Linked DNA regions of Mus musculus: regions 2, 3, 4, 5 and 6 are each linked to region 1. Evidence: chromatin contacts called from public Hi-C and HiChIP or PLAC-seq data. All regions are on one chromosome and are shown on one strand. The core of a region is the stretch at or near the end of the contact, and the rest is flanking DNA. Distances in the headings are between cores, read along the strand shown. Region 1 overlaps Nsmce2 (NSE2/MMS21 homolog, SMC5-SMC6 complex SUMO ligase). Region 2 overlaps Gm36819 (a long non-coding RNA gene). Region 3 has its middle 22 kb from the start of Gm36819. Region 4 has its middle 35 kb from the start of Gm19510. Region 5 has its middle 42 kb from the start of Gm36819. Region 6 has its middle 9.0 kb from the start of Gm19510.

Region 1 (3,202 bases), core at 438-2,937:
AGAGTACTATCGGGTTATGCTGAGACTCAGCTAGGCTAATAACCTTTTAGTTTACAATCTGAAAGGGCTGATTTACCTAAACCCTGTAGTACTTACTTTAAGGACATGCCAAAAATTCACCTGCCTCCAAAACACAGCTATCAGCAGAATATGCACAACCGTGGGCCAGGAGAATGCTATGGTAAAAACCCATTCTCCCTTCTCTAGCTCCAAGGCATGGATCCTTTTGAGACAAAACACCTCAGGGATATTCCCAGCAGCCACAAGGCCGGAGTCAGAAAGCTGTAAGGGATCTCTGACTGCAGAATAAGGAACTGTGTGTTGTATCCAAGACTCAGCAGCAGCTCCATCACCAAGCATTAGCTCTTACACAGTCCTCACGCATCTCCTGGAACTCACAGAGATCCCCAATCTTTACTGGGAAGACATCTGAGTAAAGAGATTTCAAGCCTCTGAAAGGGTTTGGGTGTGGTTGAAATGGGTAACTTTGAAAACTTAGCAACACAGGATACACTATGAGTAAGTTCTTTAAAAAAAAAAAAAAAACCAAAGCTAACTCACCAGATCCTTCTGAAAGGGTTCTTTTATTAATTTCAGTGAAGTCAAGCAGAGAACAAGTTGTAATATGAAACACAATTTATGCAACTATGTTGAAATTCTCTACCAGAGTTGCATCTTCTAATGTACAATTTTATGGTAAAATAATTTCAAAATACTATCAAAAATTAGGCTAGGCTCCTTTTGGTTTTAAGACTATCATAGGAAAACCATTTTTTATATAAGTCATTGAAGTTCTAAGACAAAATGATAGTGTCTTTAAATTAGAAAAAAAAAATTGGAAGAGCTGAAACTAAACCTCAATTGAAATTACACTGTTGGGCAACTCCAAAAGCTAAACAAAAACATGTTAAAATAGAAATTGCAACATCAAGGGAAAACCATTCTCATATAGCGTTCTAGACTCAGCCCTAGCTGATCATGGATGAGGCGAGTTGCTCTGTCCTAGGTTTTCCCACAGTCAGCCAACAGGCTACTCACGATTTAGCAGCCACTTGGGTTGACTCAGGGAAAGGCATGTGAGGGAGGCCTTTAAAGAGCCAACAGAGATCCCCTGGGTGGGTCTGGTCTGCCTTTCAAAACCCATGAACTTCCCATTATATAATCTCAAATAAGAAAAGTATTTCCTAAGTTAACCGCCTAGCTGAGTGTACAGCAGGCTGCAGTACCGCCTGCCTCCCTCCCTCCCTCCCCTGGTAAGAAAGAAAAGGAAAGAGCTTTGTGAATGGCACAATCACCTTGTCTGGTAAGGACAGAAGATTAATGAATCCTGCTTAATAGTACTACTAGACTTTTTAACAAAACTTCCAGAAGCCCCAGTATCTAATCTAAAATTTCCATATTTTACTAATCTCCTATAAAATAAACTGTTAAAGAAACCACAGAATTCTGAGAAGCTTGCTTTTCCAGAAAGCCCAAGAAAAATACTTTAGTTTCGCCATTCTCAAATTCATTTGACTTAGAAACAAAGTAAACATATTACTCTATTTAATATCATTGCACAAGCAAATTCACAAGAATGAAATGTGTTCAGAGTTCCTAGAAAAAATGTAGCAATGCAGGCTGCCAACTTGTTCAATGTCAAGCACCAGGCAGCTCAGCACCAGCAGTGACTCAGAGTGAATCACGCTTAAGCTATTTTTGCTTTTAAAGTCCTGCCAGGAGCTGTGTTAATATTCAACCCAGAGTAAATTTAGCTCAACAAGAAAACAAGTGTTTCCATGGTTGCTTCTTCACGGTGTTTATGGTATATGCGCAGCCATTCGGCTTAGGAACCCAGCCAGATCATCCAAATTGAAATGCTCATCTCTCATTTACATCCAGGCATTGGAACACAGGAAATACCAAATGCAATTCAGACTGCTGTCTACCTGCCTTCCTGGATCCCAGACAGCAACATGGCAGGCAGGGCATCATTAAAGGCCCCTCTTCAAGTCTGTACCACTGAAGGAGCTCCAGAGACTGCTAGTCATAGGTTTTACTTGGTTTGTATTACAAATCAAAACTCCATTCTCTGGTTGTGGCGGTGTAACAGACTAAAGTGCCTAAAGGACTTAGCAAAGCAGTAGAAAATTAGAAGGACAGGTACGACATGGAATCTTTACACAGGATCACAGACAGTGACAGTCTGGTTATGTGGCTCAGGTTTTAAAATAAATTAGTTACAGGCAATGAGTAAGTAAGATCTGATTGTCTTTATGTTAGAAGAAAAAAATTCCACATAACATAAAATTTATCATCTTGATGCCCTTATTGTTTTTGCAACAGAAAGAAAAGTGTACTCCCTACACTAGACAGGGCAGCAGGCTGGCAGCAAGACAGGAGAGCCACCAGCAATCCATCTTAGCCTTCATTCATTAGTGCTACAGTTCCAATTCTAAGTGTCCCTCACAGGCCAATAATGCAAAAGCTTGCCTAGTGTGTGATGCTGCAGTGAGGTCTAATGTTTCTAATGTGGAATCTAGTGGAGGAAATCTAGCCCCAAATCTGTCATCTGGGGGCTAGGAGAGTACCCTTAAAGGGGATCTGAGCCCATTCCCATCTATCTCTTTGCCCCCTGGCTGCCATAAGGTAAATTCGCCTCCTTCTATGTGTTTCAGTCATAGTATACTGTGTTACCATTTGGCCCAAAGCAATAGATTGTTGAGGGAAATATTATAAAATGAACACGCCAATTCTCAGCCAGGCCAGGCTATGCTCCTGCCTGCCGCTACCAACTCTCTAGGGCTAACCCCCATGTCAGGTGATCTCACTTGCTCAGTCTCTTGGCAGTCAACTCTTCGCCCCACAGGGCCACAGGGTTCCCACTGGGCCATCTCTAAGATGTCCCCCACAAGTTCCTCACACTTCCATGCAACACCCCACACACCCTATGAAAAGCCATCTCAACACCTAATTATCCAGTAGAAACATCACTCTTAAAGCTTAATTATCCAAGTAGATTTATATAACAATAAGATCACAATTTACAAGATGCCAATACAATAATTTCAGAGCCAATTGATAATGATAAAAGTTTTACCCCAATTATTCTAACCTTGTGAAAATCTTAGCTACTAGTTGCTGTTTAAAACCACATGGGATCGGGATCTTCTTCCTGACTATCTGCCTCCATGTTGGCTTCTCCTCCTCCTCCTTCGACCTC
Region 2 (3,209 bases), core at 179-2,678, 350 kb before region 1:
CCAATCGTGCGTGCTCATGAGCACATCCACACACATAGGAGAAGCTAGACCTTCCCCATAAAAAGGAAGAACAAAGGCAGGATTCCTGTGAACTTAAGAGAAATGCAAGCTTGTAGCTAATGAAGAAATGGAAACTAAAATGGTATCAGAACACAGAGGCTCATTTCCTCAAAACTTGATGATGGCCCCTGTTGAGGGGACCAGAAACCCGTCTTTATCTTAGGATTCCCAGGCCCCTCAGCTGCCCTGTAAAGGCTCATGTGACCATTTTGTCTCTCAGCTCTTTGAATTTGGCCTGTGTTTCTAGGAGACTTGAGTCAGGGACTGTATGTCTGGTCACTCAGGTAATTCACTACACAACTGGGAGAGGAGGGCCACTTCTACCAGACAATGTAACTGGATCCTTCCCAGTGATGTGGAGTGCTTCTACAAAGACATGATTGCTAATTGATTCTGTAACACTGCCATCTACACGTCATGATTCTCTCTGAGTCAGTCCCTTCCCTGTGCCTGATACCTTGCTCAGTAACCAGGACCTAACAATACCTCAATAAAAATCCTCAGAATTCAGAAGCAAGGAACTGGAGAAGATGGCCTTCACCTCGCTCAGACCCAGAACAAGCAAATATTGTAGAGAACAAAATGTTATGAGAACATGCCTGCTTCCTGGGTTATCCTTTAGAGAAGACATACAACACTGCAGTTGACATCTCTGGTTCTGAGGTAGAAAGGATCTGGGTTTTGAGTCACGGCTCCACAACTTACTGGGTCCTACTGAGCATGCTCCCAAACTGCCCCACGGCTGAATCTTCTATTCTGTGAGAAGTCAGTGAGACGAAGCCTCTATGGAGGGCCTGAAATGTGGTAAGACTTGCTCTATGCATCTCAGCTATAGTTGGAAAGTTACGATGTCAACTAATCAATTCAACAACGATCCCTGAGAGCAGACTTTCCCGCACCCAGACTTCCTATCCCAGGCGGGAGACTATGCCCAAAACCTACAAAGTGCTCAATAACAGCTGTCGGATGGAGGGGAGGAAGAAGGGGAAGAAGAAAGAGGAAGAGGAGAGTGGGAAGAAAGTGAGGATGCATGATGAAAGATGATGAAAGAGAGTCTGGAAAGTGAGGGGTCACTGACGGGGTCATAGGGGTGCAGCTCCTGTTCTGCCATCTCTAACTCTGTAACTCTGAGCTAGTCCATCCCTCTGCCTCACTCTGGAATATTTTAAGATGGAAGGTCCCTTCCCCAGCCAGCATCTGGTGGTGCCTGTCTAGTGGAGAGCAGAGGGGCAGGTGCTTGTTCCTGTTTGCAACACTTCCGCTGGCCTGAAGATGGCACCTCTGAGTCAGAAAGAAGCCAGTTTCTGCAGCCTCAGCTTCCAAGCATCTAAGTGCCTAGCAGACGGGATCTAGGGAAATCTATTGCTTGTTGCCTGAGGCAGTGAATGACTCCGCTTCCTTCCTTGCCTACCCCGCTTCTCCCAGTGCCCTCATATGGGGAGGCAGCTGGCTCTGTCATCCAGGTCCTGTTTCTTGCTGGTTGGCCTTGCGCAAAGGCACCCTGCTTTCCTGAGGACTCTTTCACTGTCAGCAAAAGGAGAATTACAGTCCCGGACTTAGTGCGAACTTCACATCAGATGCAGAGCACCGTGCCAAGCACCTGGTGGGGGACTCGTGAAGGATGGCTTCCATTTCTTCCAGGCCTTCCCCAGAATGTGGTCAGCACAGGAGAGGAATGAGTGGGACGACGAGGGAAGAGGAGATGACTCCAGAAAGATGACGTCACTCTGTGACAGGATGCTTCTGCTCGTATATGCCTGGTACTGCGGGGAGTGAATAAAGTCCTGAGTGAATGTTTGTTGGTGACAGGAAAAGGGCCACGAAAGTGGTCACGTCAATGCCACCAATGCCTCAGACTCACGGGAATTAGAAAGCCTTTCCCTGGTGCATGGATATTGGATACTGGCAGAAAATGTCCAGGGCAGCTTCCTCCTCCCGTGTGTTCACAGCCCGAGACTGCTCCCCATAGAGACCCCCACCAAGACTAGTTAAGTCTGCCCTCCTCCTTCAGCTGCATACTACACACTTGTTCAGCTGTGGACAGCCAACCCAGCTCCTTAGTACGGGTGTATGAAATGAACTGCTGAGTTCTATCAGAGCACATGACCCACCTGGTCCCAGCTTTCCTGCGCCTGTGCCTTTGTGCCTGCTTTCTTTTATTCCCTGTTGCCCCAGTCAGGTCAGTCCCTAAGCTGTTCAACTGTGTCCCTTCAAGGACCCATGTCTGTTTACTCTCCCCCTCGTCTCCCAAAGCCAGAGAGCAACGGTTGCCTTTCTGAATGAATAATGCAGCGGCTGCATTACGATCACCCTGCCCTTTGCTAGGCCTTTTGTGGGCTTTGACCTTACATATGCATATAGAGCTGCCATCTTTCCATATCCAGCTTCTGTGGCATGACCATGCTCTGTAAATGCATGGCTTTTACCGTGCAGTTTACTCTTCATATACTGAGCACCTCTGGGCACATGGCTGCCTGCTCAGTGTTCAACAGATGAGAGGTCCTGGAGGCTTGGCTGGCCTTCAGGCCAGAGATCCTGCTGCTAAGAAGGATGCACAGAGCCATCCAGGGTAAAGAAGACTCAAACGCTAGAAAATTAAGGCAAAAGACCATTGTACACCATTCCTCACATTCACATCCCAAGTGTTCTTTGGTTGTGATCACTTGATCTCTGTAGAGAGCTGAGTACCACCATCAGCAGATGGGGAAACTGAGTCTGTGAAGGAGACTTACCCAGGATGGCAGAGCCAGACAGAAGGACAGGGTCCTCTACTCCAATGAGCCAGTCTCAAGAGAGTGGGTCCTAGACAACAAGTAGTTTCAATGGTGTGAAAATGAGAACCACAGTATATTTTTAAAAATCATAAAGAGCTGGCTTCTGTCATGTGACTCACCAGCCCCAGGCCTGCGTGAGGCTGGGGTTGTATTTGTCCCAACACAAAGCTTTTAAGGAATGAATTGCCATGATCCTTGCATTGCGTTTGAAGAAACGCAAGCTCTCTTGGGGAATGGCTAGGTTGCAGGTCACAAGTTACTACACAGAGCCATGGTAGCGCAAGGAATAAGCCCCAAGCCTTCCCTGGGGAGTGGAAACTGCAGAGAGCATGACACATGACTTTTTTTTTTTCAAGGATGCTAACAAAGAGTTCA
Region 3 (2,976 bases), core at 73-2,572, 360 kb before region 1:
TCCTCTGTAGACTGGTCAGTTAGCCCAGCCTGCTGCCACTCAGGAATCAGACATCATGAGTCTCGGTTGCCGCCCCACCTCATGCAGCTGAGCAAACTTGAGCAAGCATGTCTCCTTGGAACCCCTATATCCTTAGATCTCTCAGCAGCAATGGTTCCTTGGTAGGTTGTCTGAGCCGTATATGAAGGTAGCAAGCGAGACAACAATGAGATGGAGTCATTCTGAGCCCTGATTCTGGAACTAGCCAGTTGGTCCCCCATTCCTATGACACATTAGTTATAGGTCATAAGTGATACACCTTGCATCTCTGTGCTTCAATCTCCCATCAGGTAGGGATGATGGTACCAATCTTCTAAGGCCAGCAAGATGGTTAGAGTGAGCCAATACTCATAAATTACTTTGAGCAGCAGCTTGCAGAACAGTACAATAGAAACAGGTGTCAAATTAAGATCTAAATGATGAAACGGAGCATGCCAGTACACAGGAGCAATCCCAGCAGTGAGGGGAGCAAGAGCATCATGAGTTTGAAGCCATACTAAGCTATATAACAAGACCCTGTCATTTATTATAAATATATGTATGTATATGTATACATACATACATACATACATACATACATACATACATACATATTGGCTCCTGAATCAACAAACAAAGGCTAATGTTCTTAAGGAAGGGCTCTCAGATATGTCCTCTGGCTTACACATACACACACACACACACACACACACACACACACACACTCATACACACATACACACAAAATAAATAGGAAATGAAGCAAGAGACCAAAGTTCATAATATACATATAGAAGAGTGTTGTGGTAACATTGATTATTTGATTTAATTGTGTTATACAATATGTGCTAATTTTTAAAAGGGAAACATTAACAGGAAGTTGTACCTGTGGGAGAAAAGGTTTTTTTCTCTCCTCCTCACAGGACAGGAATTACAACTGATTCAGAATTTTGTTTAAGAAGGAAACCCAGACTCTGAAGGCATCATAATTTGCAGAGGTGGTTTGGCAAGAGAAAAAGGTTGGATTTTCTGCTCAACTCTAAGTCTTTGCCCAGTTTCCTCCCATGTCTGGGCAGGTGGACCGAGAGAGTAGGACCCTGAGGGCTCCTCCATTTGGCCATCAGAGTGCCATCTGTTGGTGATGACCTGCTCTAACACCGTGTGCCTCAGTGAGGGACAAGCTCATGTCAACCTCTGGCCCAGAGCAGGTATTGAGTAAGCCCTTCCTGTCTCCATGTGCCTCCCCTTGGAAGATTCGGATTATTCCGGACCTAGAAGCAGGCTTCCTCAGGCCATGGCCACATGCCTAGATGACTCACACCTAATTCCTGTAACACTGATCTTCAGGGCTCCAGCTTGGGCCAGCTGATCTCTGAATCCTTTCATTCCTCCTGACAAATATTATTAAGAATAACACGGAACACCAGGGATGTCTCAGGCACTCGGCTGCTAGGCACCAGGAACACAGCCATGAACTAATATGGGAAGGAGATTAACAACTAGAACATAACAAGTCCTGTTAGGTGGGATCACCGGGGAGACATTCCAGCCCAGTGCAGGGCAGGGACATGAGGAAGGAACAATTGCACAACATCTGCTATGTGGTAAGCACAGACCCATTCATTCCCTTTTTGCTAACATACTCAACCATTCTGTAAGGTAGGTGACGAATCCTCAACTTACCGTCATGGTCAACGAAGAGCAGACAGACTCAGAAACTAGCCTAAAGTCACACAGCCAGGACATAGTTCAATCAGTGCACACAGTGGGATTCCAGAACTCATGCTGTCTGCCATCATTCAGCCTCCACAGTGGGCTACAGTGTCACTTGCCTGGTACCCCAACACTTTTCTCTTTAACATTCTAATTCTTTCAAGTCTAGAAAAGAGTGAGTTACCACCTAGACTACCAATGCCGTATTCATATCGAGAACCAGGAATGAATCTCATTCTCCAGGGAACGGTTGTTTCAAGGTCATTGATATCTGTAGAATGATCCTTATGGGTGATAGTTTGAATGTGCAGGTATAACTTACAATATGACTAGATTCATTTAAGTCCAGTTCAATGAACTGAGGCCAAACATGATCCGATCTTGCACCAGACGCTACATCCCATCTCTATCCTGACTCTGGACTTAAGTAAGCTCTCAAGATCCAGTTTCAGAGACAAGAAGTAATCTCGTCTCAATGCAGAGTGCTGACCCATATACAATCACAGTGCATCATTTGGGGGAAACCTCCCAAGAAGGGGCAGAAATATCATAAGAGCCAGAGAACCAGGACACTCAGTGTTAGATAGTATCATCTAGACATGACAGGAAAGCTACACCCATGAAATCTCAATATGGTTGTCTAATCAAGACTTGCATAATAACAACTCCAGTTGATGTGCCAAGGTAGATGGGAAAATTTCACAAAGTTCCATGCCTAGACAAAGAGCTACAGATGATCATTGGGGGACTTCAAGAACCAGCTTTCTCCAAGAACAGTGACCCCTGATAGGTTGTCTAATCCCAAGTGGTCAGCCTGTGCATACAAAACAACACTAAACAGACTCTGGAAGCTGTGCCTGTGTTATGTATACATACATTCTTTCTGTCCCCTCTTCTGGAGTGTGCCATGTACCTTGGGGATATCCCATCTATAGCTGACTATTAATTACTGTTATTATTTTTTTATTGTTGCTTATTCTCAGCACTTGAATAGCAATCCATGCCTGTAGTAACCACTACCAACTACTGTAAGAAGTTTCTCTGACAAAGGTTGGAGGATGGAGAGGGGTTCTGTGAAGTGCTGTCTTCTGGTCATGGCAAGTGTGCTTCATACACAAACTCAACAGTAGCTTACATGGGTTCAGAAATCAGTTAAATATCCCAGTATGGTTGGGGGAGGGTCTCCCAAGGCCCCAGCCCTGACTGATGAGCTGTTGGAAGTTGATGACTGCTGGAAGGAGGAAG
Region 4 (2,858 bases), core at 334-2,833, 280 kb before region 1:
CTACAAATAACTTCTTTAAAGGTGGGACCCTGTGTCTACTTCTGCCTCTCAGTGCTGGACCCCTGTCTGGCTTCAACCTATGCAAGTCTTGGATGTGAGATCACAGTTAAAATCAGAAGGCATTTCATGAAAAGCTCTACTTCTGGCATTTGTTTTTCTCTCTTTTGAGTGTGGGTGTGTTACATGTATTCGAGTGTATGCACATTCATATATGTGTAGATACACATGTGTGCAGGCGAATGTGTACCTGCCCAAGGTTGATACTGACTCTCTGTTGCTCTTTGTCTTCTACACTGAGGCAAGGGTTCTCACTAAACCTAGTACTTGCTATTTCAGCTGGTCTAGCTAGCCACCTTGCTCTGAGGATCACATCTCTACCTCCCACATGCTGAGATTTCAGGTGGCCACCTTGCCCACCTGGCTCTTAATGGATCCTGGTCAGTCTTCACACTCGTGCATCAAGTGACCCACTGACCCATCTCCCCAGCCCCTATTTCTTGGCATTTCTCAAAACTCCAGGAGATGCGTGCGGCCCCCTGGTTTCATGTGCTGTGCATTCAGGTGTGCCAATAATCCAATTGGTTTCAGGTCAGTAGCCAGTAGCGCTGGGCTGTGTCACCCTGATAACAGTCACCCTCCATCTTCTGCGGTTCACATGTGTTTGCATGTGCTAAGCCTAGCCTGGCTGGCTCCTTTCTGTGCCCGACCAGATGTTAAATGCACTGGAGTGTGTGGCCTGGATTATCAGCATCACCCTGACTCACTTAGCATGGTGGAGACCTTTTCCTGCACCTTTGAGTCACCCAGGCAACTCTGAAGGTGTCCAGGATGCACCTGAGCCCAGTAAGGTGACAACCTCTGGAAATAGGTCTGGGGTGTGAAACTCAGCAGATGTCCAAGTATTCAGAGCTGACCAAAGTTCATCATGCCTGTCTGTCCTCAGGAGAAGAATCACAACACAACCAGCTGGCCAGGTCAGAGCTGAGAGTCTGGACTTCCACCAGCTCCAAGGAGAAGCAGTGCTTAATCTCCAGGGACCACACAAAAACCAATAAGGGAACGAATACAGCTCCTCTGAGCGTGTGCTCTTGCAGCCTGGAAAGTTCCCTATACAGTTGCTATCTCCTGTGAGATTGGCTAACACATGTAGCTAGGAAACCTAAAAAGGGGTGAGGTCACATAGAGTCAAGAACTCCTACCTCTCCACCCCTTTATTCCCACCACCACCCCCCCCTTCCTGCCATCAGAGGAAAAACTCTTCCATCTATCCAAGTGACTGTCTACTGCTTACTCCAGGGGGAGACACAAGGGTGACATCCCAAAACAAAGTCAAACCTTGCAGGACCCATTTCTGCATGCAAGGGTCTCTTCAGAGCTGCCCATCCTCTGTGGAAAGGGCTTTTGTGAGGGGCAGCAGCAAAGACAGCATCAGGCTCAGCCCCAGAACAAGCAGGAACTAATAAAGAGAAAGAGTCCCAACCGAGGCTGCAGCTCGGTGCTGGGACAACCTCCCTCTCTGAAGAGGGTACCCCACAGTGCCTGAGTCAGAGGGCTGTGAGCTCAGCCCCAGGCTGGCGGGCCGGGAGGGTGAGTCAGAGGGTGTGGAGAGAAGTGAACTTCTTCCCTGGCCAAATATGGGCTCTGTTCTGCTCTGTCTTGCCATCCTCACTGCCAGAGGCTGAAAGCTACATCTGCTCCACAGGACAGTGAGGTCCCTGACAAAAATGGAAACTATTCCTCCCTCCACTCACCCCCTCCCCTCCCAGGCCAGTGGGTGGCATTTTGCTGAACACTCTCCAAGCACCTTGCATTCCCAGCCTCTTCTCACCCAGTCTTGTTATTGATAGTGTAAAGCAGAGGCAACCATAGCGTGCTTTGAGTCTATTTTTTTTTTCTCATGATGGAGTCTTACTCCATAGGATGGGAGGCAAGAAGGAAAGAGAGTCCTCTGCCCCAAACACAACATGAAGAACATAATAGATCTGATCAACTCTTCAGTTCCTTAAATGAAGAAAGCAACAGCAACAGAGAGAGGGAGAGAGTGGGGGGGAGAGAAAGAGAGAGGGAGAGGGAGAAAGAGAGAGAGAGAAAGAGAGAGAGAGAGAGAGAGAGAGAGAGAGAGAGAGAGAGAGAGAGAGAGAGAGAGGTGTCCTCTGCCAACAGACTTAATTCCTTGAGGAAATACCTTGCATAGCATTCTTTATATGCCAGGCACTGCTCTAAATCTCAAATTAGCTCACTTACCATGAGGCTTCCCACATCTATCGTCACCACTAACCCCTGAGGACAGTGCTGCTACTATGAGACCCATTTTACAGATGAGGAGCCTAAGACTCAGTAGGTAACTACTCTAGTCATGCAGGCAGCATATGAAGCTAGCATTTCAGTCTCCAAACGCCAGTCTCACACTCAGTACCCTAAATAGAATTTGATTCATTTCTGTATCTCCGATGTCTGGTGCATGCTGGACAATATTAAATGTGGACCACATAGAGTAATTAATAAATGTATGTTTTCCAAGTAGACAGTGGATTCTGTAGCGGTGAGTTTTTAGCTACACCGTTTTTGTGCACCCAGCAGGTCATATGCTTCCAGCTACTTGCCCAGGAACTCTTTGGATTTGCAAATGGAACACACACACACACATTAGCTTATTTTTAATATGCTGTCTAGCTTAATGGCTGGGCAGTTCTAATCCTCCCACGGCTAGCATACTTTCCCTCCAGTATTCCTGGCTCAACACCTTCTAAATCTACCTTTAACTTTGCTGCCCTGTTACCTTCTGTGAGGCCCATTGGTCTTTACTGCCCAAGACACTTCTGGGCAGCCCTGTCAGGGGCTGCTTCCCTTTCCTCCTA
Region 5 (3,244 bases), core at 498-2,997, 380 kb before region 1:
ATTCACCACGGAAACTTTTCCTCTTTTCTCTACATCAGGACTGGTCTTGATGTCTCAACAAGGTTTTCAGCGCCCCGCTCGGCTCCGCTCCCGCCCACCCAACTCCACTCTACCCCACTAGCCCCACCCCCACCCCACCCCCGATCCAGCGCTTTTCCCAACTGCCCTACAGGTCGGCTTTCTCCCAATCAAGGACACAGCCCATATCTTTTTTTATTTGTTCCCCCAAAGCCAGGAGCCTGGCTGGAACTTTTCAAAATAATCTAGGTTATTTAAAGGATGGTGAGGGTTCTGGGCGGGGACTTCAGTCATCTAAATTTAGCCTAGAAAATGCCCACAGTGGTACATGATGATTAAACACATTGTGCAAAAATAAAAGAAGAAGATCTGGCAAGGCAAGAGTGACATATCAAAAATCTAAGTACTTAAAAGATGCAGTCGCTCGATGTGTGCTTTCTCCACCACACCAGAGATCACTAGTGTGAACACCATAGGCCATCTGGGCCAGAATGGCTGAGAGGACCTTAAAACACCTCCCTCACAGCTGTGGTTATGATTGGTACAACACCGTGTGAAGAAAGAAAGCGTCTTGTGGCCATCGCACTAGCACAAGCTCTGACACGTTAAGAGCAATGGCACCTTCAACAAGTCACATAGGCTCTCTGGACCTCAGTTTCCTCATCTGAAAACTTGGCCTCCCTGTTTTAGTGCACACCCATATGATGAGGTGATTAAGGTTGTGGGGCGTCAACAAAGGCACCTAGAAAGTGCAAACGTCTCCATCCTTAGATGATTTGTTCCCCCCCCCCCAAAAAAATCACACAGAAAGGTGAAGGGCATCTGTCAGCGTCACTGAAGGAAAAGTTCTGAATTCTGAAAAATTTAGATCAGTAGTTCTCAACCTATGGGTGGCAAGCCCTGTGGGGACCGAACATCCCTTTCACAGGGGTCGCACACCAGATATCCTGCACATTACAAGTCATAACAGTAGAAAATTACAGCTACAAAGTAGCGACACAAATAATGTTGTGGTTGGGATCAGCACAACATGAGGAGCTGAATTGACGGTCACAGCACTAGGAAGGGTGAGAACCACTGCTCTAGATGGACAGAAGGCAGTCAAATGAGTCTCCTGAGTTTCTATGCTGGGTTTTTACATCACTGTTGCTCCTCAGAAACCATCACCAAGAGCTGCTGTTAGAACTGTCAACTGCTGGGAGTCTGACATCAAGGATGCTCGGGTGACTGAGGAGATGAATAACTTGATCTTGCTCAAGCAGCTAAGCTCCGGGAAGGGAACTATGGTTGCTTATAATGGCCACCAGGGGGAGACAAATAGGGCTACGCGGGGGGAAAAAAGAGTTCTTAACTGCGGTGGTCCGCACTATCCACACGTTTTCTCTCAAGTTATTTCCTTTCTTATAAATGTCTGCCTCTAGCCCTTTACCAATTGTCAGATTCTCAGATGCCTTCTCAGTGTAAGCAGCGCAACCCCCAAGGATGAGAGAGCTAAGAGCACAAACACTGCACTGCTGACCTGAGATTAGCTTTGGCTGGTACCGGCTAACTACCTCCCCTGATTTCCACCCTGTTTGCCAGCACGCCCCTCCAGTCTATGACTTCCAGTTAGACTTCCAAGCGTACAATCTCCCTCTACTGCTTGCACAATGGCAGAAGCTTCTAGACGCTCCCCAAGCCTGTTTCCTCTTTTCCCCAAGCACGCGAGACCACATCTCTGGATCTCCCTTGCAGTTAGTTCAGTAGGATGCTGACCGATGGGTGCTGTCACAGCCTCTGACCTATTGCCACACTCTCTCTTCCCCTTCCACGATGACTTCAACAGCTCCTTAGTTAACGACGTTCACAAAATGGAAGGGTCCTCAAGTCGCTGTTTGTTGAGAAGACACGCTCCCCATAACAACACGATTCGCATCAAAGCTTAAGTAACTGTTCAGCCACCGAGAATGAAGGGATGTTAGCAACGGAATGTAGAGTTTACCACTTAGTCTCACCAGCCATAGCCCCTGGCTTACCCAATTCTCATCATGTGACAAGCACTGCTACTAACACAGCTATTACTGGTACAGTCGCTGTTCAATGGTATTTTAGTAATAGTGTTACCTGGTAAAGACCCAAGGACCACTCACCCGGCATGACCAAAATTTGAATTGGGAGTCTGTATTGAGCAGGCTGGGGACGGCCTGAAGAGAAACGCTTCCCAAAAGGCAGCCCTGAAAGCGCATTGCAGGGAGCTTTCAAAATTAAAGAACACAGAAAAACTATATCCTGGTTTGCCAGCAGGGAAGCAAGTTTAACAAGCAGTTTACCAAGAGTCAAGAGCATGCCGTTAGCTAGGGCATTTCAACCCCGAGTTTCTAAAACAAGGTTGGGTGCTTTCCCACGGGACTTCTAATAGCAGGGGGTGAGGGAGCCAAAGATGGCTTCAGCTGGGACAAGATGGAGAAGCTTTCTCACCTTCACAATAGAACGACATTATAAAGGCATCAATAATTAGTTCTTGACCCTGTGAAGCACCTACCTTGTTAATCCATTGGGATCCATGGATTTTCCAGGGTCATTTCTGTGAATACTCAAGTCTTTTTATTTTTATTAATTATTCTATTTGTCTGCATTTCAAATGATATCCCACTTCCCAGCTACCCCTCCACAAATGCCCCTCCCACATCCACCCTCTCCTGCCTCTCCTTTGCCTCTATGAGGGTGCTCCTCACCTACTCTTGCCCGACCACTCCAGCATTCCCCTATGCTGGAACATCAAACTTCCACAGGCCCAAGGGCCTCCCCGCCCATTGATGTCAGACAAGGCCATCCTCTGTTACATATGTATCTGGAGTCATGGATCCCTCCCTGTACACTCCTTGGCTGGTGGTCTAGTCCCTGGGATTACTGGGTGGTCCAGCCAGCCAACACTCTTCTTCCTATGGGGTTGCAATCCCTCTCCACCCCTCCAGTCCTTCCACCAGCAAACTCACTGGGACAGCTCAGTGGTTGGCTCAGTCTGATGGTTGGTTCCAAGCATCCACTTCTGCATTGGCCAGTTCTTGGCTGAACCTCCCAGGGAACAGCCACACCAGGCTCCTGTCAAACAAGTGCCTCTTGGCACCAGCAACAGTGTCTTGAGCTTGGTGTCTGCAGACAGGATGGATCCCCTCATGGGGTAGTCCCCAGATGGCCCTTTCTTCAGTGTCTGTTCCATTTTTGGCTTTTTGGTTTTTTGGGTTTT
Region 6 (3,072 bases), core at 78-2,577, 310 kb before region 1:
TTAACTCACAGCAGGAGGTTTGGGACATAAAGTAGTATCAAACAAATGCAGCCTAAGTTCCTTTCCTTTTGTGCCTTTATTGAACACTACCTAGATATAAGGCTCCGAGTTAAGTAGCACAAGAAAGGAAGGATAGCCATAAGCCCCAATCCCTGCCAGCTAAGCATTTATGGTCTGGTTACAACATCAGTCTGAATCATAAGCAATCACCATATAAGACTATCAGTTAAGTGCTCAAGAGAACCCCACCTCCAGAATTCCATTTCTTTCTATTGAACAATTCCGAGATCTGGCCCCATGCCACGAAGCACCTGGGGCTTGGTTCCCTTTCTCTCACCAGGCAATATTCTGTTTTACAGTGTACCATCCACACTAAGGCTCCTCTTTCCATCTTCCTGTTGAATCTTCTCCAAGTGTGTGTGTGTGTGTGTGTGTGTGTGTGTGTGTGTGTGTGGTGTTACAGTGAACTTGCCCCAGACAAAGTACATGTTGCTAAAGCCATTCCTGAGCGATCTTCAGAATACACTGTCCCCACACCTGGGAACTGTTTATGAGGCTTGAACTCACTAGCCTGCCCTATCAAACCTGCCCAATTGGGCAATGCAGTCAAACAGCCTGGGAGAGGATCAATGCTGGGAGTCCAAGGGTCCCAGTGAGAAAGAGCTTGGCAGAAAAGCTTCAGGAGCCCTTAATGGTAAAGGCTAAGTGCTGAAGGCACACACACACACAGAGAGAGAGAGAGAGAGAGAGAGAGAGAGAGAGAGAGAGAGAGAGAGAGGAGAGAGAGAGAGGAGAGAGAGACAGTCAGACAGACAGACAGAGACAGAGATAGACAGAGAGACAGAGAGACAGACAGAGACAGAGACAGACAGAGACAGAGACAGAGACAGAGACAGAGACAGAGACAGAGACAGAGAGAGATGTCCCAGATACCACAAGAAAGCAGATGAGTTGGGAAAGATCCTCAGTTGGACTGAGACCCAGGAGTTGCCGAAGTTTCTCAAATTCCACCACCCCCACCTTGAGTTGCCGAGATGATGAAATAATGCAGATTTTGAATTATCTCTACAGATGAGCTGAGAAACCCAGAACCACTGCCCCCTCCCAAGCCACCGCTGGTGGCTACTAAAGGCTACAGGTTGGTCTTGTCACAGCCCCATGAGCATGTTAGGGATCAGAGTGCGGGTCCCCATAAAGCACAGCGTGATGGATGTCAGCCTGGAGATGAGTTACTTCACCTATTAGCTGGCAATGGAAGTGCCAGGTGGAAACAGAGTGTTGAAATGCAGAAGAGCTGCATCCCCACCCCGAGGCATGATGAAACAGTTGGAAGAAGTCTTCACAGGCACTTGGCACATGTATGAGAGAGCAGAGCAGGTTGGGGCCAGGCTGGGGACTCTCAACTTCAACAACCAGACTTGACCATGAATACACTCTGGGCGAAGGCACAGAGGAGGGGTTCCCAGGGGTCAGCACATCTGCATAGGGGGAAGCCTAGCCAAGGTACAGTGTGCCATGCAGACTCAACTCCTAGTGGCCTCGAAGAGTCTCAATTTTGTGCTTGATTGTTCTGATGAGCCATGGGGGTGGGAGGGGGTGGGGCAGGGCAGAGGCTGCAAATGAGCTAAAATGTCATAGCTAGAAAGGTAGGAAGAGACATATGGCTACAGAATGAAGTTGGGGGGACGAAGAAATTGAAAGGGGAAAGAAAGAAAAGTGGTAGAAGAGGGGTGGACGAAGAAAAAGAAGGATGGAAAGAGGAAGAAGAGAGGAACAGAGGATAAAACATTGGCTGCATCTGTAAAGGCTGCTGTTTCTGGGAGCCAGAGTTCTCAGAAATTTGATACTCTGATGTGCAGAATGTGCATATGAACGTGTGCAAGCACATGTGTCCTTGCAGATGTGTGAGAACGGAATATAGATGCAATTGCTTGCTGTGCTGTTCTAGTATGTGAGCATGTGTATGTTGACATGATATATGTGTGTGTGTGTGTGTACATGTGTGTGTGTGCATGTGATTGTGGGTGTGCTTTTATGCATGAACATGTTCGTATGCTGTGTTTTATGGGTGCCCATATATGCATGCCTGCATCTGTGCCTAAGCATCCTAGGCTAAGACTTAAAAGGGTTAGAATGGTATCGGGACCGCCATGGAACAGCTTCATGTGACCTTCAGTAAGTCATGTCTCCAGGCTGGCTGTCAGGTTTCTTGCATGTTCTTTATAGAACAATGCTTACCACATAAAGGTCGTTCAGTTAATATTTAGTAAGTACTAAGTACTTTAAGTAACTAAGTACTTTAAAGTAACGCTATCTGCTTAAGGTTAAGGAAATTTTTTAAAATGAAAATTACATGCAATACTACTTTCTTTGTTCATGACACATAATAGAAGCTCAATAATTATTGGATTTGTCCCTTTAGGGCAGTGCTACTAAGAACTTAAAGCAATTCTTGAGTCCATCTCAGGGGTTTCTGGGCTCCCATTAAGGTATCTATTAACCAGACTGCTTTCAATTACTGCCTGCTTTCAGGCAAAATTTGACAACCATACATTTGCAAAAATTAAAAGTACGTTTGAATTTAAACAACTTGAAGATCAGGGAGGTCAGCTTTGCTTTCGGCAACTTGGGATTGGGGGGGTGGGGGGGCGGGTTGTGAAGGGCAGGAAGTTTGCTAGTGACCTGAGGTCCTGACCTCCTGTCTGGGTGTCACACATGTAGTTCACAATCATACACGGTAGGAATTGTTATCAGCACGCAGTGGAAGTGGCTAGGGCCCAGAGAGATTGAGTAAGCCATCCACGGCCACAATGCTCACCACAGGCCCGCAGAGCTAATTCCAAACCCATCAAATGGTATTCAAAGCTGGGAAGGTAAAAAGCCCACTTTACTTGGGCAGGCAGAGCGAGGGCTAAGGCCACAAACATCTCAAAATCAAGTCAGCCGCAGTTGAGTATTGCCAGATGGAGCCAGGGCCGTGTGGCAATCAGAAAACTAGTCAGGTGGCACTGGGACAGTGCCTCTGAGGTATTTCACAAACATGGGGAACAAACACATTTGGTGTCGCAATCC

What was found. HiChIP or PLAC-seq counts read pairs in DNA pulled down with a chosen protein or histone mark. Hi-C and Micro-C count contacts between places; a contact is called where the count stands out from the background.
Region 2: an H3K27ac HiChIP or PLAC-seq map of trophoblast stem cells shows a contact between it and region 1, with 6 times the contacts expected there. The contact joins two enhancer-like sites. A contact is called at or near these places in 2 of 15 datasets of contacts at CTCF or cohesin (the NIH/3T3 cell line and large pre-B cells), 10 of 484 Hi-C or Micro-C datasets (the C10 cell line, the C2C12 cell line, the N1E-115 cell line and 6 more), 18 of 115 datasets of contacts at active chromatin or transcription factors (the NIH/3T3 cell line, astrocytes, cardiomyocytes and 12 more) and 1 of 9 other capture datasets (embryonic stem cells).
Region 3: a CTCF HiChIP or PLAC-seq map of the NIH/3T3 cell line shows a contact between it and region 1, with 6 read pairs. The contact joins two enhancer-like sites. A contact is called at or near these places in 1 of 15 datasets of contacts at CTCF or cohesin (the NIH/3T3 cell line), 3 of 484 Hi-C or Micro-C datasets (bone marrow-derived macrophages, embryonic fibroblasts and macrophages) and 8 of 115 datasets of contacts at active chromatin or transcription factors (the NIH/3T3 cell line, embryonic stem cells, extraembryonic endoderm stem cells and 5 more).
Region 4: a FOXA1 HiChIP or PLAC-seq map of pancreatic cancer cells shows a contact between it and region 1. The contact joins two enhancer-like sites. A contact is called at or near these places in 1 of 15 datasets of contacts at CTCF or cohesin (the NIH/3T3 cell line) and 3 of 115 datasets of contacts at active chromatin or transcription factors (embryonic stem cells, extraembryonic endoderm stem cells and pancreatic cancer cells).
Region 5: a Hi-C map of bone marrow-derived macrophages shows a contact between it and region 1, with 25 read pairs. The contact joins two enhancer-like sites. A contact is called at or near these places in 1 of 484 Hi-C or Micro-C datasets (bone marrow-derived macrophages) and 1 of 115 datasets of contacts at active chromatin or transcription factors (trophoblast stem cells).
Region 6: a contact with region 1 is called in a FOXA1 HiChIP or PLAC-seq map of pancreatic cancer cells. The contact joins two enhancer-like sites. A contact is called at or near these places in 2 of 15 datasets of contacts at CTCF or cohesin (CD8 T cells and the NIH/3T3 cell line), 7 of 484 Hi-C or Micro-C datasets (liver, muscle stem cells and pancreatic cancer cells) and 8 of 115 datasets of contacts at active chromatin or transcription factors (CD8 T cells, VIP interneurons, bone marrow-derived macrophages and 5 more).

The regions. Positions count from the first base shown.
Region 1 is chr15:59,479,241-59,482,442 of GRCm38.p6, reverse strand. The region is part of intron 4 of Nsmce2 (NSE2/MMS21 homolog, SMC5-SMC6 complex SUMO ligase); the gene reads right to left. Among named protein-coding and RNA genes, the nearest start is that of Nsmce2, 110 kb to the right of the region's middle. Within about 2 kb of position 1,687, at least 228 of the 459 cell types and tissues checked have an H3K27ac peak or open chromatin away from gene starts, as enhancers often do. A contact at or near this core is called in the C2C12 cell line, the N1E-115 cell line, the NIH/3T3 cell line and 11 more, where this site is marked.
Region 2 is chr15:59,826,775-59,829,983 of GRCm38.p6, reverse strand. Gm36819 (a long non-coding RNA gene) reads right to left here. Exons shown (of 3, transcript XR_384128.2): 2 at 2,793-2,862; 3 at 1-1,823. Among named protein-coding and RNA genes, the nearest start is that of Gm36819, 5.0 kb to the right of the region's middle. Within about 2 kb of position 1,428, at least 93 of the 459 cell types and tissues checked have an H3K27ac peak or open chromatin away from gene starts, as enhancers often do. A contact at or near this core is called in the C2C12 cell line, the N1E-115 cell line, the NIH/3T3 cell line and 9 more, where this site is marked.
Region 3 is chr15:59,843,862-59,846,837 of GRCm38.p6, reverse strand. No RefSeq gene overlaps it. Among named protein-coding and RNA genes, the nearest start is that of Gm36819, 22 kb to the right of the region's middle. Within about 2 kb of position 1,322, at least 69 of the 459 cell types and tissues checked have an H3K27ac peak or open chromatin away from gene starts, as enhancers often do. A contact at or near this core is called in the NIH/3T3 cell line, bone marrow-derived macrophages, embryonic fibroblasts and 2 more, where this site is marked.
Region 4 is chr15:59,758,541-59,761,398 of GRCm38.p6, reverse strand. No RefSeq gene overlaps it. Among named protein-coding and RNA genes, the nearest start is that of Gm19510, 35 kb to the left of the region's middle. Within about 2 kb of position 1,583, at least 148 of the 459 cell types and tissues checked have an H3K27ac peak or open chromatin away from gene starts, as enhancers often do. A contact at or near this core is called in the NIH/3T3 cell line and pancreatic cancer cells, where this site is marked.
Region 5 is chr15:59,863,369-59,866,612 of GRCm38.p6, reverse strand. No RefSeq gene overlaps it. Among named protein-coding and RNA genes, the nearest start is that of Gm36819, 42 kb to the right of the region's middle. Within about 2 kb of position 1,747, at least 47 of the 459 cell types and tissues checked have an H3K27ac peak or open chromatin away from gene starts, as enhancers often do. A contact at or near this core is called in bone marrow-derived macrophages, where this site is marked.
Region 6 is chr15:59,784,401-59,787,472 of GRCm38.p6, reverse strand. No RefSeq gene overlaps it. Among named protein-coding and RNA genes, the nearest start is that of Gm19510, 9.0 kb to the left of the region's middle. Within about 2 kb of position 1,327, at least 22 of the 459 cell types and tissues checked have an H3K27ac peak or open chromatin away from gene starts, as enhancers often do. A contact at or near this core is called in hepatocytes, liver and pancreatic cancer cells, where this site is marked.